Linked DNA regions of Mus musculus: region 2 is linked to region 1. A link is a contact called in public HiChIP or PLAC-seq data. All regions are on one chromosome and are shown on one strand. Each heading gives the region's core, a stretch centred on a gene start, on an enhancer-like site or on the middle of the called end of the contact. The rest is flanking DNA. Distances are from core to core; before and after follow the strand shown. Region 1 holds the start of Minar1 (membrane integral NOTCH2 associated receptor 1). Region 2 has its middle 31 kb from the start of Tmed3.

Region 1 (2,700 bases), core at 45-2,544:
TCTCAACTCACCTCACCACCCCACCCCCACCCCGGTGTTTACAACCTTTGACTACTATTTCACAAACAACGTCGGCATGCATGCTGTTAGAGCAAGCTACTCAATTGCTTCCCAGAAGCTCCCTGCACTCTTGCAGAGAGGACCAATGACTACTTGCTGGTTTTGTGGCCTCGCAGAGTACAGGACTTGGCAGGGATGGCGGTAGAGCAGGTGGGAAAGGCTGCTGAGAGGTGAGCTAGTGTGTGAATGAACTCAAGCCCCGCTGCCAGCCAGGCCTTGCTTTGGTGTTTTTCTGGCAGGTGAAGTTGAACGTCTCCAGGAGGAAAGACACCTCCTTTCCACAACAATGTGACTGGAAATCGCAATTTAACGTTGGGATACACTGGTCCGTTTTTCTAGGGTTGGTTCAGTTCTCCACCTTACTCCGATAGGTCGGGGGTGGGGAGGTGTCACACAAACAGTTCACCTACTTGACCCCCAAAACACCGTTGTTTGAAATGAATTCTTAACCAGGAAAACTTGCCCAGAATTTTGTGGTCTTTGGCCATTGTATCTCTACTTTCATCTCTTTTCCCTCCACCAGATATGGCCAAGCCTACTACCTACCGCGCGCGCGCACACACACACACACACACACACACACACACACACACACACGCACACCACACGCAAACACACATACCACATGCGCGTGCACACGCACACCCCTTTTCCCACTACCGTACCGAGCTCAGCGAAAAGGGTCTCCGTGCCCAGGCGGCCTGCAGTCGGGAACCTATCGGAGCCAGGGAGGAGTGCCAGTAGCCTGGGACTTTACACAGAGTCCCTGTGTAATAGCAACCGGCACGTAGCGATCACACCTTGCACGCACATACTTGCACATGTGCGCTCGGGTGCCCATGGGTCTCCCGCTTTCTGAAGTTACCTCTGGGGGCTGCTCCAGCTCTCCGTCCCCGGTCCTCCGCAGCTCTTGCGTGGCTCTGAGGTGGTGGTCCACAGGGCCTCCAACGCAGAGCTTCCCGAAGGTTCCCTAGGCAAAAGAATCCTAGGCTCCAGGGCAGCCCAGGCTTTGCACTTGGGGCAACACCCCTGGCGTAGGTTAACTTCAGCCCCCACAGCACGAGGTCTGGATCTGCAGACTAGGGTCGCACCCGGGCTTTCCTGGGCAGTCGGCAGCCACTGCCCACTTGCATGATGCTGGGGCTCTCAGCGGCTGGAGGATGCGGCCTCAGAGTCCGGATCAGCCCCAATCTCGGTTTCTGAGGCTCAGCCAGTGTCACCACATCACGGTCTTGGATACCGTGGGCAGCTCGGGCCAGGAACTCGATGGCCAGAGACCCAGTTTAGCCTCTCCATCATCTCCCGCCTGGGGAGCAGAGGAAGGCAGGACTCTCCAGCAGTGGGCTCGTGCTCCCTAGGGCGGGAGGGGCAGACTCCAGAGGGGCGCGGCAATAGCGCCGAGGGCGTGCCCTGCCAGAGGCTGCAGCCACCTAGAGAGTGGGCGCCCGCAACCCCAGAGTCCTGAGAAAGCCTCTGCTTCCTTAAGAGTCGCGCCTGCTGAGACCGGGCAAAAGCAAGCAGAGGTTGGAACTGGAGGGAGCCTCGGGCCAGATCCACCCCGGGGTTTGCTTCTCCCTATTTCCGGATGCTGAAGGTGACTGCGGCCCCCAGTGGAGAAGCAGAAGCTAACATCGTCCGCTGCTCTCCTTTTCTCCAGGTGCACTCTGCTCACCCTTCTGGGGCCTCAGACTCTGCAGTGCTTCACCAGGCCAGGGCAAACTGGTCACTTGGCTCATTGATGTTTCCCTCCTGGCCGGTGTTGGCTTCATTGGTACCCAGATTGGAGAGACTAGCGTTCACGTGACCAGCCCTCCCCAAACACGCACTCACACTCTTAACGGAATAGATTTCCAAAAGTCCAATTGGATACATCGATGAGGACTGGAGGCTTTTCCCAAGCCATCTAGGGTACTGCAGTGGGACTGAAATGCAGCAGCCTGCCTGTGGTGCCACCATTTATACAGATTGTCTTCCTCAGCTGGGAAAGTCACACAAACAGCGCTTTAAAGAAACGGAATTATAGTTTCAAACTCGTGGAATCAAGAGAAGAGTAGAGAAAAGAGAGAGAGAGAGAGAGAGAGAGAGAGAGAGAGAGAGAGAGAGAGAGAGAGAGAACCGGAGGGAAGGGGGAAGGAAAGGGAGGGAAGGAGAGGGGAGGAAAGGGAAGCGGGATGGAGGGGAGGGGAGGGAAAGGAAGGGGAGGGAAGGGGAGGGAAGGGGAGGGAAGGGAAGGGGGGGAAGCCTACTATTGGGGAACAAATAACTAAGGGGTGGCACCCTCTTAGGTTACTTTTCCAAGAGTGCAACCAAATGCAGGTTCCTGGCTAACTTTGTGACCTGTGGTCTGTCTTCTGTCCTTGGGAGGTGGTGGGGGCTGGAGGAGGGACACTGGTCTCCATGACAGCTTTCCTGCCTGAGGTTTTTTTGCTATGACTGGAAGCGTTCTAAAAGTGAACCTGTTAATACATGGATACTTTAAATAAAGCCTCATGGGGTAATAAGCTGCCAGCTGGATTTTCCCAGAATTTCACCCTTATTACTTTAGTGCCAGGCAAGACCATGCTCCTCTAGGGAGGACAAAAGCAACTGAGAGGTGAAAGAAAGGTCAAGTTTATTTGATCCACTGTACCTTGCTTGCCT
Region 2 (2,909 bases), core at 141-2,640, 51 kb after region 1:
CCAAACCCTGAAACATTACATTTATTGTGAATTGGGCAGTGTGCTGATATGGACATTGGCATGTGGCAGCTCTAGGCAGACACTACTGTCAGCTATGAGAAGATAGGGCTCATCATGGCTTATATTATTGTGTAATTGTTGTAGCTGTTAGAATAATTGTGGGGAGAGCCTGCGGTCCTCCCAGATGCCAGCATCCATAGAAAGAAGCTGTCTCTAGGAACAGCACCTACTAAGCTGGCCATTTCATTCCAGTTCCCAACTCCTGAGACATAAGCCATCATCACAGTAAACCTACAAGCTGCAGGGATGCCTGCAGGGTGGCCTCAGAGTCCATCTTCCTGAGACAACCTGCCCTTCCTTTACCTTGACAAAGGCTTGGATGATATAGGGGAGACCCTTTACGATAATCTAAGCCCTGATTTTGTAGGAAGTGTTGAAGATAGAGACTCCATCCAAGGGGTTACTTTGGGCACAATGCAAATAATTTTACAGTTAGGGAAATGGGGGCTCAGACCAAACCACTTCCTGCTTAGTAGCAGAAGTGGTCACCTCTTAACCATGGTACAGTGTTCTTTAATGTTTGGCTTTTGAAACATCTTTCTATATAGTCCTGATGATTTGGTATTCACTATGTGACTCAGGCTGACCTTAAACTAATGGCAATCCTTCTGCCCCCATCTCCTGAATGCTAAGACTAGAGGCATGAACTACAACAGCAGGTGAACTGTGTGGTGTCCCTAAGGATGCAGCCTCTGATAGCATCAAGATTTTGACAAGCTCTCTGAGGGAGAAGAGAAGTAGTTTGGAAACAGTAAGAGCAAGTCAGAGAGTTGCCTGGTGGTAAATGTGAGCCTGTGAGTGTGCTGAAATGACTCTACAATCGCACAGCATCGTGCCAGGCCCCTTTGAGGCGCTGCGAAAGAATCAGGCAAGCGATATGACCATCCTGACAATATACCAGAGCCAGAGCAGAGCAGCTGTAGAAACTCTTGTCCTCCAGGAGGCATTCTGATGACGCTCCAAGCCTGGTCTTCCAACCTGGGCACCCTAGGGCCGGGGAATAACCTCCATGACATTCAGCAGTTGCTCTAGACCCAAGACACCCAAGGGGATACTCTAGTGCTACTGATACAACCTGGTCTTCACAGGGGGTTATGGTTCTATGGATCACCTGCTACCTCTTGACTATTGTTCTGCTGAGTGTGCATGTCCCAGACTGTCCCTGCTGAGGTTAGCAGGAAGCAAGGCTGAGACAGTCTCATTAGCTCCTGTCCATTGTGGGATTTTCTACTTCTGGTTCATGGGGGTCTGTGTGAATTGTTGCCTTTGTTCAAGCTGGCTATGCAAGACAGGTCACACCAACTGGCCAGAGTTTTAGCTCTGCTGCCACCTGGTGGTAGGAATTGCCTTTCACAGGAATTAGAACTTTCTGCAGCCTTACAACTGCTTAAAATGATCATATAGATCTCCTTCCGTGTCTTTTTAAAAAAATCAACTTGCTTTATTGATACACACAAGAAAGAAAAATCTGAATGTGCATTGTCTTGAACATACAGCATCCAACCCCACCCGAGGTGCCAAACAAAAGAATAATTTGAAATAACATCATGAAAAATAAGTTCTTTAATAAAGGCATCAGTTAGGTTCATCTAAGGCTCTGCTCTTTCAAGTATCGGAGGAATTTCCACGATGCTGAAGTGAGGTATAGGAGCCTACCTGTGTTGGCCTGGGTTATATCTGATTATATACAAACACCATGACAGGGAAAGATTTCTCATCTGCCAAAAAATTGTATTACTTTCACAGATGTATTAAAATTTGTTTAGATTAAATGAAATGTTAAGATTGTTCATAAAATTATCTCAGGGAGAGGGATTTCTTCAGTTTTGATGTATCTTTTCTTACCTTCTGATAAAAGAAACATCCTTCTCAATTTAATTATTTAGTGTCAGCATAACCGTTTGCTGTTGCATATGGTGTGCACTAATGCACACAGCTTTATGCCAAAGCTCCTCCACTGGTGAGAAGCCATGCTAATGACTGGATGGGGACCATGGTGGCGGATTGCCATCTTCCACGTGGTACAAAAGTTTTACAGATTTGGAAACAAATGAACAGAAACTAAACCAAAAAGGATGGCTAAAACAATCCTGGATAATGAAAGAACTACTGAAGGCATCACTACCCCCAATCTCAAATGATGCTACAGAGCTATAGTAATAAAAACAGAATAATATTGGCATACAAACAGACAGGTGAATAAATTGAGTCAAACTGAAGCCTTAGACGTAAGTTCATACATCTCCATATGTGATATGTGTGTGTGTGTGTGTGTGTGTGTGTGTGTGTGTGTGTGTGTGTGTTTATGAATGACCTGGAAACACACGTGGATAAAAGGTAGCATCTTTAACAAACTGTGCTGATCAAAGTGGACTGCTGCTTGTGGATGTCTCCAAATAGGTCCACATTTATCACTCTGCATAAAAACCTCCAAATGGATCAAAGACACAACATAAGGCCGAATACACTGCATCTAACTCCACTCTTTGTCTACTTTGAAGATAGCAAGGTGCCTTGGTCCTGAAGAATCCTGTATAAGTAAATCAGGAAATATTGGGAAATTCTTTAACCATGATTGGACAAATGAGAAGAGAATCCATAGCCTGGAATTCAACTAGAGAAAAAAAGAAAGTTGGATGCATTGTGGGTATAATGCAGGCAAATTAAAGTAATGGTCAAGAAAGGAGAATACTCCTGAATAGCATTGTAGCCCATTGGTAGAGCACTCGCCTAGCATGCACAGGGTCTTAGATTCAATCTCCAGAAGTACAGAGGAAAAGGGGAGGCACCACAAGGTTTAACTGAGGCTACCCAGTTGATTCCATGGTTGTGGAGGAGAAGGTCTCTGG

The links. HiChIP or PLAC-seq counts read pairs in DNA pulled down with a chosen protein or histone mark.
Region 2: a contact with region 1 is called in an H3K4me3 HiChIP or PLAC-seq map of neural tube, with 2.2 times the contacts expected there. The contact joins the enhancer-like site here to the promoter of Minar1 in region 1. A contact is called at or near these places in 2 of 39 promoter capture datasets (the C10 cell line and embryonic stem cells), 7 of 484 Hi-C or Micro-C datasets (Sertoli cells, bone marrow-derived macrophages, cerebral cortex and 4 more) and 4 of 115 datasets of contacts at active chromatin or transcription factors (SST interneurons, microglia, neural tube and 1 more).

The regions. Positions count from the first base shown.
Region 1 is chr9:89,621,692-89,624,391 of GRCm38.p6, forward strand. Minar1 (membrane integral NOTCH2 associated receptor 1) reads right to left here and starts at 1,295. Exons shown (of 4, transcript NM_153509.2): 1 at 926-1,295.
Region 2 is chr9:89,673,056-89,675,964 of GRCm38.p6, forward strand. No RefSeq gene overlaps it. Among named protein-coding and RNA genes, the nearest start is that of Tmed3, 31 kb to the right of the region's middle. Within about 2 kb of position 1,391, at least 4 of the 459 cell types and tissues checked have an H3K27ac peak or open chromatin away from gene starts, as enhancers often do. A contact at or near this core is called in neural tube, where this site is marked.